2 separate regions of the Rattus norvegicus genome follow, and region 2 is linked to region 1. The links are chromatin contacts, called in public Hi-C maps. All regions are on one chromosome and are shown on one strand. The core of a region is the stretch at or near the end of the contact, and the rest is flanking DNA. Distances in the headings are between cores, read along the strand shown. Region 1 overlaps Zbtb20 (zinc finger and BTB domain containing 20). Region 2 overlaps Zbtb20 (zinc finger and BTB domain containing 20).

Region 1 (6,754 bases), core at 2,206-4,705:
TACATTACTAGTAAACAATTTAAATTTAAAACTTTATTAAGAATATATCAAAGTCTTTTTATATTTAATATTTCACATCAATGTGAATTTTAAAATTATTTAAATATAAAATGAATACAGTCTAACTTTTGGATTTTTACATCAGAAAATAGTGATTGGATTCTAACTAAGAACATTTATAAGATTTGGTAATGCCCCAGCTCAATGCTGTAGACTCTATACATTCCATCCAATAAGGAAGCTGGCTGTGTCACTGCAGTTAACCAGTGACTCTGGTGAGATGACTGAAATGACACATGCCCTTAGAGTCCATCATTTTTGTGCTACTGTGATTGGAAGTTTGCTGATCCCAGAATCTTTTGAATCACCTTGTGAGATTTCAGTAGATATTCACAGAACTGTAGTTTTGGTACTAATTTTGTTGCCTCAAATCACTTAATAAAATGTATCCTGATTTTTCATCTTGTAATACAATTCATCATATTTCAAAAATTCTTTTTGATTTTTCTCTTTTAGGCAGTGTATATAAATATTTTATATTTTAAGCTACTCTCTTTTGACTAGATCCTTTATAATTTAAACACATAAAATTAAAAATATTTACTGTGTTGATTTTTATACATTACACTGGTTATTATGAATTATAATACAGAAAAACTTAAGACACTTTCACAGATTTGCTTTCTGCTTGGTAGGTATGAATAAGGAAAAATATAAAACAGAGTGCAGTGAAATGTGTATACTTTGTGTGAACTAATATGTCTAATCTTCCTTTTGGTCATTTAGAAAAATGTTAAATATGCAATTTAACGGTTTCACATTAACCTTCTTCTGAAATAAACATTTTCTACATAATCATTATTCTTTGTAATTATGTAATGACTTGTTGCTTATACTTTTCCAATGTGTTCCTGATATTTTCCCTCCTTGGAACTACACTGCCGAGATATGTATATACACATGAATCCACATAGTATTACTGGTCATAATTCCTTACAAAATTGTAATACTTGATTTCAACAGAATGTGTATTTCTAATTTATATAATGTCTCTTCCTTTTCATAACTCTTTAATTTTTTTTGTGAAAAATACTTTGATAAGGGTCCAATTAAGCTAAATGCAGTTGTCTTCAGAGTAAAAGGTGATGCTCCATTGGAATAATATGCCAAAGCCTTGCCTTGTGAACCTTTTCTTTCAGTAAAGAACTGGTCCAGTACTGTAGAACCATTCACCAAAAAGTCGACTTGTAAAGTGGGAGGGATCTGTGTGCTGATACAAATTAGCACATCTACTAAAAGTGATGCTAAAAGGAAATGCTGGTTGAATTAAGTACAATGTTTTCATCTTTTATACTTATCTTTAGAGGTTTTTTTTTTGTGGTTGTTTCTTTTATTTTTGTTTTTGTTTTTTTTTTTTTAATTCGTTAGTGGTTACCATTTTAAACTTTAGCACCCATTTCATATTCTCAAATGCTATTATATTTTGCAATATTTTATCTCTTCTCAACTTTATGTGTTGTCATGAAATTATATTTTTCACAAACCAAGATAGTTGTCCCTATGGAACTGTTATTCTATGCTAGTGCATAAGTAATTCTATTGATTAAACAATATAGCTTCCAAACCGGAAGGCCTTTCTCGGCCTCACTCTGAACCTCCTGTGTGGTATCATTTGTTTGAGGTCTTATTAAAATGTAAATAAATTATGCGCAGCACACTTCCTCTGTTTACCCAACTCACCGTATTGAAGCGACTGTCTTGCTGGAGCACAGATTGATATGTAGTGTGTTTCTGTACTGAACCAAGGGAAGAGGCGTTGTATGAATATTTAACAGAACCTACTTCATGACAATTTTTAAAAGTATTTTATGAATTGTAGATAATCTGAGCCATGGGATATGATGTAATTCTGCATACCAGAGTTCATAGAAGGAAGATAACTCCTCAAACAGAATTGGATTAGGCTCCTGAGGAATATGTGTTGGGGCTTTTATAGCACTTTAACTTTATCCCACGTTTAATTGCGCATATTACTATTGTAGTACTGCAGTAAATGTAGCAGGAATGGAAATACAAAAGGAAGGATGCCTCCTAAAACAATTTGTCTTTACTGTAATGCACATTTTTCTCTAATGTTTTAGATTCAAATATGCCATTTTTGTTTCTCTTGAGAAGCAATTGCTAACCTCTATAATTTCAGAGAAAATTTATAATCTGTGTAATGCTACTTTCTCAATATACAAAATTAGAATTCCCACAGGAGAAGATTAGATCAAACAAAATCTATGAAATCACAAGTAATAATAAGTTACTTAAAAGTTGATAATATCAAGCCTATGGAATATAGTGCTACTTAATTCATTAATGTGTTAGTTTTAGAAACAATTAGTGTACAAATTGCTCATTTCTACACTACACAGAAATGGTGAGATGAAGAAGCAATTTAGTGATGTACAATAAAGCGAATTTGGCAAAATGAAACTGGTAGTAAAATTTACCTTATTGGAGGCTAGAAGATGTTTTAGTAGGTAATGTGCTGACCTCATAATCCTGAAAATCACCCTTGTAAGAAGCTGGATTTGGTGTGCATGTCTGCTTGATAATCAGAATTAGAAGGACGCCTGTATTCTGCAGGCCAGGCTAGTCAGCAGGCTTGAAAGTCAGTGTGAAACCTTCTCTCAAGTATAAAATGGAGAATGATTGAAGAAGAAATGGGACACATGTGCACGCATATACAAACATACACTCAAAACATGCATCTCATTGGAATGTTATCTTAAATTACAGTAGTGCCGATTATTATTGTACAATCAAATTATTATTGTCGCTTGTAATTTTTCTTATACATTTCTATATTTTCCATCGTTTTCTTTCATGATTCTTACTGATATTCATTACCTTTCTTCTTTGACAACTGTAAATACGCATATGAAACATTCTAGTTACCCGCACCCCACCCTGTTCTCTCACCACTGTCATTCTGTCCCCTTGCCTGTCTATTTCTCACATTCATAAAGTCTGGATTTCGTCTTATGAACCACTATGCTTAATGAGGCCCATCATCGTGGCTGTGGGTTTTGAACTATTCATCAGAGCCTTCTGAGCTTACTCTGAGTACACAAATGAAGTTAATGACTGCCTCTCCCTTAGTGAGTTAATAATTCACCATAGTCAGGTGTGGCCGAGTGAATCTCCCAGTCTGTGACAGACGAATGACAGGCCCATACCCAAGGCAGGCAACTAAAACTGCTCTGAGATCCTGATTGCAGTGGCTCTATCTTGTTCAGAAGGTAGCATTTCCTGTCCATTTTTCTATCTTGCAGCTCTTACATTCTTTCTTCCCATAACGTTCTGCTCATATCTTCCTACCATCCCTCTTCGGCAGTGCTTCCTGGATGTTAGAGCGGACAGTTTAAGTATCCTGTTTGTAGGGCTTGGCACTCAGTCATCGCTTGTGAGCACACGAGTCAGCAGACTCCACAGTTCCCTGCGAAGAGAAGCTGCTCTGGTGAGTCTAGGTGTAGCATGTCTCTGTGAAGAAATATGACTATCAAGAAAGAATTTTATTTTTGGTTGTGAGCCTAGCCTTTAACGGCTGAGCCATCTCTCCAGCCCAAGAAAGAATTTTAAAACCATGACTCTAACTAACTAAAGAGCTGTAGTAAGTTTCCATCTGGACCTAAATCTTTCTGTTACAGTGTTTTGACTGGGTTTACAGTACTTGGCACGAATGCCTTTTTTGTGGACAGACCTCAAGTCCAATCCATACAGCGATTAGGTATCACCATAACAGTCACTGTTGTACCAGTGGACAATTCTGCTGGGCAAATTCGATTTGGCATTGTTGTTTGCAAGATCACAGTTGGCTAGGACATTGGTGACTTTCACCCCAGGGCAGCCTAAATTTCACCTTTTGTCACTATGAAAGCTATCCAGAAAAGAAGCTTCCAGATCAGTTTCAGCTTGATTTCTCTATATCTTGTAATGAAGTATCTTCAGCAATAGAGTTGCTCCAGTTCTAGTGGACAATCAAAAGGAATGGTAAGATCCTGTATTTGGCAGGAAAAGATCCATGTTTAATGAGAAACTGTTGTCTCAAAAAAACATTGAGGTTAAGATCAAATCAGGCAGACCACAAATGCCAGCCTTCCACCCATGTACATGGTAGCACACCTGGACACACATGTGCACACATATATACCACATGTATACAAACATAAAAAACTCTTGTGTTTCTTATGTTACGTACATTAGGAAGCATTGGACTCTCACCATATACCTTGGAAAACATGCAGTACAAATACTAAGGCTAGGAAGAGATATAGACATGAGGCAATGCACTATTTTTGGAGTCAAGAGACTCAGATCATGCAGATATTCCACTCTGGTTCTTTAGCATGTATGTAGGAACTCTGTTGGAAGGACTGCAATTATTTCAGGAACTTTTCCATATATTCTGTATATATGGATCTTTTGCTGTCGTTAGATGATGATGAATAATAGGGGTATCTAAAATATAATTACTCTTTGTTACTGGTAAAAACAGTTATCACTTTGAGATTCAGTAATACACAGCAGAAGAAATATCTACCTGCTTTCCCTAAGTGACTAAGCACCGATGTTCCATTTTGGAGGACCCAAAATCCATTCAAGCGTTTGTCTCCATAACCTCCTAGTAGGAGGTGGAGGCTCAGAATTTCATTATAATAGTTTGATATTAGCTGAGTGAGAACCATAGCCCTCAAGGGGATAAGCTCCCGTCATGCTCCATTTTCCAGAATACTGATACTTTGAGCAGTGTGTGTGGAGTTTCAGAATTTGATTATGACTTACATTTCTCATTTTTCAAGTAGAAACAGTAATCCTTATAGGTACAAGTTCTTAGGAACGGTGAATAGATGATAGCTGCTGTGTCTTCATTAATCAAGGTTATTGAGTCTTGATTTCTCTGAGAGGTTCTAAGTGTGAAACACTAGTGTGACTCAGAAAAATCCAATTTCAGAGCTAAAATTGTACACATTTTGTATTTGTTCTACACACAGTTTTCCTACACTTCTTGGTCCTTTGAGTACAAGTTTTGAAGTTTTCTAGTAACACATTCTACATGTTTATTTCATCTTATGTGATATCAATTATTTTGTAATTTTATTCATATCATAAATATCCTATGTAAGTCTGTTCTTAAGGGAATTTTATTATGGATCTTCACTTAAAGAAATAGTCACCTGTACAATAAATATTTTTCTCCCTTCCATATATGATCTTCATAATTTATCTTATTTTAGTTCCTATGGAGTTTATACCCTTAATATAGTCTTTAAAAATATGCCTTGAGGGGTTGAGGATTTAGCTCAGTGATAGCGCGCTTGCCTAGAAAGTGCAAGACCCTGGGTTCGGTCCTCAGCCCGAAAAAAAGAAAAAAATACGCCTTGAGCGAACCCAGAAAATTATGCAACATGAAGTAAAGTTCATACATGCAAACCTTAATCAAAGTTAGTATTGAGACTTAAAAGAGATCTCGATGGAATGAATTTATATGATATGAAGTCTAGATTGTTTGTTATGCTCTCCAAAACTGATTAAAATAGTCCAGCTCAGTATAGCTGTAAATTCCTCAGCATTTCATGATGACTCACAATAATAACAGCCCTTCTCAGTTAATAGAATCTTTCAACTCTGCATGTATATGTGTATATGTGTATGTATACATGTGTATACAAATATGCATATATATGTAATGTCTTTGTCTTTTGACTTAGATCTTAATTTATTTTACTTATTTTTCCCTTTTATCAAAAGTAATTTTTGATACAATATATCTGGATTGCAGTTTCTTCTACTTTTCCCAGTTTTTCCCATCTTCTCTCCTATCTTGATTCACTCCCTTTCTGTCTCTTATTATAAAAGAACAAGCTTCCTGGATCATAGAGGGTTAAAGAGACTGAATAGGAAATCAAAGAACCTCCTGGATGGGTCCCTAGGAGGTCCTCTTAATATGAATTATAACTGTTTACCTTGGTGTTCTTATTGGACTCCTCTTACAGTGGGAGTGTGTTTGTGGGGTGGCAGGTGGGGGGCGCTCTGATTCTTTTGCCTGATTTTGGAACCCCTTTCTGCTGGATTGCCTCTATAAGGGTGCTCCCCCTCCCATCCACTCTCTCCCACTTCACCTCTCTAGCATCCCCCTAACCTGGTGCATCAAACCTCCACCAGACCAAGAGCCTCTCCCTGCACTGCTGTCAGGCACAGCCGTTCTCTGCTACATAAGTATCTGGAGCCATGGGTCCTTCCCTGTACACTCCTTGACTGGTGGTCTAGTCTCTGGGAGCACTGGGTGGTCCAGCCAGCCCGTGTTGTTCTTCGTGTGGGGTTGCAACCCCCCCCCCTCCATTCCTCTAGTTCTTCTGCCAGCTAGCCCACTAGATTCCCTGAGTTCAGCCTGATGCTTGGCTTCAAACATCCACATCTGTATTGGTCAGTTGCTGGCTGGACCTCCCAAAGAACTTCCACACCAGCTTCCTGTCAGCAAGCACATGTTGACCAACAGTGTCTGGTTTGGTGTCTGCAGAAATGATGGATCCCCAGGTGGGGCAGTCCCCAGATGACCCTTGCTTCGGTCTCTGTTCCAGTTTTTTGTGTCTGTTCTTCCTTTGGACAGGAACATTTTAGCTGAAAAATTTTGAGTTGGGTAGGAGGTCCCATCCCTTAACTGTGGGCCACGCTTATCTACTGGAGGAGGTCTCTATAGGTTCTA
Region 2 (6,476 bases), core at 3,862-6,361, 260 kb before region 1:
TCAAAAAGATTTGTTCTTCCTTAGCCCCCTGTAAATGCTGGCAGACATGGGAGGCCAGTATCACAACTCTGGTTTTAACTGCCACAATAGACCCTTTTGCCTCTTTCAAATTTGTCCATTTAGAAAAGGCCTGAAATGAATGTCAGCACGACAGTGCCACCTTGTGTCCCCGTTGCTATGAGAGTTACTAATGCATGAGCCAGTGAAAAGGAAAGAACTGGACATTCAGAAGAATATTTGCAATTTGTTTTAAGCCTAGATTCTGCATTAATGATACAAAGATTCTTATAAAGTGTTTTAGTGTGTTTGAGAATTCTTAATTCTAAAGAAGATGTTAGGATCTGTGGATTTCCCCCTTCTTATACTAGTGTGTATTAAAAATTCTTTTAAAATGCTGAGTTCAGAGAGGGATTTATTTAACTTAGAATTAGAGATGGAGAAGACAACGAATAGGAGAGATTTTCACCCATTTCTTACTGCTTATAAAACTGAAACTCAGCACATCAGACACGGAGCTATTTCTTCCTTTGAATTCTGATGGGAACGTTTATATGCATCCCTTGTAATACCACTTCTCACATTCACTTGTCATTGTTTCTAAGCATATAGGCAGTATAAGCTCTGGGCTGGAGGATGAAGCTTATGTATGAATTGTCATTTTGGAACCTTCTGTGACATACAGAATACTCAAGTTACTTGAGGTCTACATGAATACTTATACTGGGTAGTTTATGACACATTCATTTAATACACACACACACACACACACACACACACACACACACACACACACACTCTTACTTTACCCTCCCCCCTTCAAGTTTTAAGTGGTTTTAAAGCATTTCTCTTTTGGAAGAATACCTTTTGACTATCCCCCTTTCAAACAATCCTTTCTAACTTTCTCTTTGACATTAAAATGACTTTTTTCTGCTTTTTGTTTAGAAAAAACAAGAAATTACTCCAGAGTGTTTGTCATAGTTGGCTGAGTAGTCAACACTCAGTTTCTAACTTCAGCTTCACAAGAAGTTTCTTGTGCTAACGTGAATGAGACCCTACTGTATCAGTGCATAAGATCGTTGGACTGATCCAGTTGATCTGAAGGGTATCAACTCGCGAGTTTTAAAGGGCCTGGTCTTGTGTTTACACTATTTTTGTACCTTTGGCACCTCAATTTTTGAATTATTCCCATAGCTAAAAGTTAAATTGCTCGTTGTTGAAAATACTACTTGTTATCTTATGATTTAGAAGAGAAAGCTCTTCTTATAGGGGTTAAATTTGATATGGGCAAGGAAATTATTAAAACTGAGGGGCATTGTAAGATTTTTGTATTTTATTAAATATTTAGTTTGGTTGATTGGGCTAACATCATCTTTCTCTTTTAAGCTATAAAATACGTAAATAAATGTAAAGACCAACTACTTACCACCTATATATTATTTCATGCTATTTTAAACTTCATTCATAACTTTTAAAAGTCAGTGTTAAGGTTTAAATTTCACATGTTTTTGTATGGAATTTGCACCTGGGTTTTAAGTCCACATACTGTTGAAAATACAAATAAACTTAGGACTGGATAATTCACTTAACTTTTTAAGTTTGCCTTTATAATTTTTTAAAAAAGCAATAGTAGATGTTACCATTCCTATAAAATCTCATGAAGTTTTTGTGAGGATTAAATGAGTTCATGTGTGTAAAGCTCTCAGGAGTAGTAAAAGCAGTGTACAGATACTAACGAGTGTCCCTGCCATAAATCCAAGTCAGAGCACACACGCAAGTGAAGAGCATTAAGATCTGTGACATTACTTAGACGGAATGCTTTTCTGTGGTAGCAGGACTCTTTAGTGATGTTCTTGAATTTTTCTATACTTTGCCTTAATAACTAATAATTGTAAAACTGCTACTAAAACTACTGTTTTTAAAAATAACTTTTAAACCTACTGTTCACAAGTTACTTTTGATAATGATAATTAAATATAGCAGCTAATTTTTAAAAAGTAAGCTATTATGGAAAGTGTTTTCTCTTCAAGTATTTAATTATTATGCCATAGTTCATTGGTTTTTAAGCATCAGGGTGTATAATAATCACCCTATAGTGTTTCTTAAAATTTAGTTATCCAAGCTCTATTGATTAGTAATTGTTCAGTGTAACTCAGGAATTCTGCACTGTAGCTGGCCCAATCACTTCAAAGTTTTTAGTTGACTTTTATGTCATGTGCATATAGCCGCAGATCTATCACAATCAGCAGATGAACTTTCATATGCATGGGTTCTCGAGTCATGTGTATCTTACAAAAGCTACTCTGTCAGTTTTTATTGAAAACTGTGAGAATCACTGCTTTTTTTTTAAGGTGTAATGTTACAATGTATTTATTGTTGCATCTAAATTCATCTTTATTGATCATCTAATGAAGCTAAACTAAACTAACCTCAATACATTGTAACTAACTACAACTGTATTTTACATGAGGAAGGCCAGTCAGTACTACCGTATATTAAAAGTTTAGTCTTATAACCAGAACTTAAGGAAGAAAGACAATACTTTTTCACACAAATTAATCAGACATAAGAGTTAAGTGAATTATCCAATCCTAAGTTTATTTGTATTTTCAGCAATATGTGGACTCAATTAAATCATATTGATGGAAAAATTCTTACTTTTCCATTGAAAATGATTTCTAGCTGGAGGTAGAAAATAAAGTACCAATAATCAAAAGGAATCTACATAGTTCTATAACCATGCTACTAACTACAACTACTGAATTCTTAAATAGCTTTACATACGGGGTTTTGTAGTCCCTACACCAACATTATGAGGTATTTCCAACAAGAGAAAAAACTAGGCTTGTACAGTTGAGTGACTCACACATGATTGCATATCTAGAAGGGGCAAAACTTAGCTTAAAGTCTAATACTGACAGCAAAGTTAGTGTTCTTAGTACATCATCAGTGACTCTCAGGTTACTCCTTACAGTCAAGGCATACCCCAGAATCAAGTGTAACATTTGTTAACCACAAGTCACAAAGAGCTAATATGCTTTATAGGATATAAGTTCATTTCCTTTATCTTGCTATATTTAATGAGTTCAGGAGTTTCTTTCTTGAATCTGTAAAGTTTGAGTTAAAATGCAATGGTGTACAGAAACCACTTAAAACGAATAATCTTTTGTTTATTTTTTTACTGTTAAATTTCTTTAATGGGATTATTATTTGAATGAAAAATTAAATTTTATCTATTTTGATATGTTAGGATACATAAAGTACAAATCATAGCCATTGTTATCAGTCTTAAATTAATTGGTTTACATTTAAAATATGATAAAAACAGAAGCAGTGCATCACCAACTTTAAAGAATTAAAGTACCTTACTATGGAGCATTTAAAATATTCCTGCTTGAAAAAGAAAGTTTTTGTATAAGTGACAGACTGAACATACAGTGTGATATATAAGCTGGTATATATATTTCACACTGTGTATAAATGGCTATGTAGTGTTTGTGAATTTTTATAGACTTAATAATACTCTATGTGCATTAGAGTAGTCACAATGTAAAGAAACTCAGGTCTGTATCATCTGTGTTTGAAAATATCCATGATCTTATAAATTAAGATACTTATATAGTTTCGGAAAGATTTGATGACAACTGAAGTTATATATTAAATATTGTATGTATGTATGTATGTATGTATATAAATATCCACACAGTAACAGGGGAATGTAATATTTTCTTTAGAAGAATTTCAATTCTGGGGATTTGGGTTACATTTGAAATTCTAAGAGTGACCTTTTCTCAAATTATACTCTTTTAGGTTGTCATCTAGGGAAGACTGAAGGATAGATCTTAAAATTAAGAAGTTACCTACTCTTGTTTTCAAATATAGAAATTAAAACATGATTTTGTAGAACGTCAAATTTAGTAGCAGAGCTTGAAATGGAGAATTTTGTCAGTAATTTAGTTAAGGTCCACAGGGGAAATTCTCTAGGCTCTTTGAATACCCTAAATTTATTTTGATTTGAGACCAGCTTAAAGGGCATGCCTATCTTAAAACAGTTCTCCATTTTCCTGAGGAACATTCCACAGGAGCTAGTAGTGGGAGGGAGTGTACCAACAATGACCCTTTTGGGGCCAAATAAGCACTTTAACATAACTCACTCCTTCCCGTTCCTTAAGCCAAAGTGTGTCTTGCCTACTGGGCATGTTTAATTTTGACAGCTAATTTTATTTCTTTGCAAACACAGAAAGTCAGAAAACTTAATGGGAAGGGAAGGGTATTACTGGTAGAGGTTTTGGCTCGAAATAAAATGTAAAATAATTTAGCCAATATAGGGACATGGGAAGCAATTGATATCTGGAAACATTATCCTTGCTTTACAGATTAGGAAGGAGAAGCTAATTAGGTAAAATGACTAGTTACAGTTCCACATGAGTTTTTAGTCTTGGGGCTTGTACTGGAGCTGTTTTCTCAGGGAGAACATTGGTTGACTTGGTGCCTCTATTGATGTAGAAACTCCTTAACATCTCTGCACCCTGTTTCTTCCCTCCTCTTCTGCTGTTGCTGTAACATCTGAAAATTATTCTCATGATAGTTTCAGGCTTAGAGTTAGATCGTCAGCTACTTTGAGCACGAAGCTGATCTGTAAAGCCAGTGTGCATCCTTTTAAAGCCTGCATATCTCTTTTGTTTAGATCATATATGTAACAATCATGGAGTTAGAACATGTTGAGTCAGTAGATATTGTGCTCACGGGAGAGCTCTAAATATGGAATTGTAGTGAACCCATACTAAAGGGTTTGAAAACAGCTTCCTAATAATATTATATGGATTTAAGTAGAAGCATTAATTAGAACTTTACTCTTCAGGGGGTTTATAACTTCCTCAGATATCTCCTCTGCTTGAGCCTTGTGGGAAAATTCTACCTTGGTTCCCATCTTACCTGTTGAGGTTGTAGTCAGCTTCTCACTGTTACAATAAGTACAAAGTCTGTGGATGTTGCAGTTCGAGCAGTACCATCACATTTCACTATGACGCCTTCTTAGTAGTTTCTCTGCCAACTGAAACTAAAACCCGAGTTTTACTTGGTCACGGAGAGCTAACTCAGTAACTGCATAGATGAACTTAGAGGAATGTCATCATATTCGCCATTGTTTGCACACACTCCAGTAGAGTGTCCCATCCTCTAAGCTTTGATTAATGAATATGTGAGTTATTACCAAATCCTAATGCAGATCAGGTGGATGGTTCTCATATTGACATATCCACAGCGATCAGAGCCTTGGATTCTATGCTAAGAATTGATATTAATTAATTGAGGCCAAAAGCAGCCATACATTTGATTCACAAATGCACCTTATTTGCAGATAGTGTGTAGTCTGTAGGTAGGGCCTGCTGACAGGTTCGTGTGTTTTCCTGTCTCAGCAGTGGAGTCAGTCTCAGTGGCATGAGGAGGCTGGTGGTTAGGGTGTGAGGCTTTGTTAGAATGAAGCACAGGCTTCTCACCTGCCATTTAAATTCACACCAATTGGCAGGAAATTAAATGTGGTTCTGTAAGAAAGGTAGAATGCTTAAATTAAAAATAGGTAAAGTAGAAGTAACTAAATGACATCTTCAAAGCATTTTACTTATTTTCCACAGTTTTCATTTAGACTTTATCTTTATTAAGTTTTCAAAATAAAAGATGAAGTTGACAGCCTTAAGGAGACAGTAGCCTTAGCCTACAAACTATAAAATTATAGTTAGTGCAGTTTGAGTATTCTTGGGTACGGATAAATATGCTCTTATCTACTGCAAATTAATTGTTTAGTTAAAATTCTCCAGAAAAATAAATACCGATCCCAAACAAGTTATTTATGGATAATTTAGGACATAAAAAAAGAGGTTGCAGTTCAAAAATTTCTTTATACTCTTTTTAAAATTATGAACTTAGATTTGAATGAGAGGGAGAGAATATTTGATTAATTGCTATTTAAATATGCAGCTCCAGGTTTGTGGGCATCTCTATGAACCAGGATACAAAGACCATAGGAAAAGATTCTTGTTTGGAAATTACATTTCATGTGGCTAAAAACACTAAAGAAGTTTCTTGTTATAATAAGGTGAAAGTGGTTACCAAAGAAACAAAAGTTTCTTATCGCTTGGCCTGAGGCAAATGTGGCATATTAAGCTTAAAATGAATTCTTGTCTCAGGAGTGCACACAACTCTTATTAATGTCTTAGAAATTATGCACACATAGGAAAAAAGGAATAGCATTTTCAAGATACATTTGAAAAAGCATCTACTGGGGTACAGATGGTGTCTAATATGTAATGTGGATACTTAAGTGTCAGTCGGATTTTGCTGTTTTTACCTTTTACTGGGGCTTAACATTGTGCAGAATGACTTGTTTTTGTCTTGAAAGGGCCTTTCTCTTCATGATAGTCAGGTTCCCGGGTGTCCTGAAAGAGTTAATGTAGTTTCCAAGAGTGCCCAACTTCCTTCCA

Evidence for each region. A called contact is a pair of places that touch in the nucleus more often than the background predicts.
Region 2: a contact with region 1 is called in a Hi-C map of hepatocytes, with 2.2 times the contacts expected there. The contact joins two enhancer-like sites. A contact is called at or near these places in 2 of 12 Hi-C or Micro-C datasets (the Rat2 cell line and hepatocytes).

What each region holds. Positions count from the first base shown.
Region 1 is chr11:71,024,867-71,031,620 of GRCr8, reverse strand. The region is part of intron 3 of Zbtb20 (zinc finger and BTB domain containing 20); the gene reads left to right. Among named protein-coding and RNA genes, the nearest start is that of Zbtb20, 270 kb to the left of the region's middle. Within about 2 kb of position 3,455, at least 7 of the 93 cell types and tissues checked have an H3K27ac peak or open chromatin away from gene starts, as enhancers often do. A contact at or near this core is called in hepatocytes, where this site is marked.
Region 2 is chr11:71,283,481-71,289,956 of GRCr8, reverse strand. The region is part of intron 1 of Zbtb20 (zinc finger and BTB domain containing 20); the gene reads left to right. Among named protein-coding and RNA genes, the nearest start is that of Zbtb20, 10 kb to the left of the region's middle. Within about 2 kb of position 5,111, at least 12 of the 93 cell types and tissues checked have an H3K27ac peak or open chromatin away from gene starts, as enhancers often do. A contact at or near this core is called in hepatocytes, where this site is marked.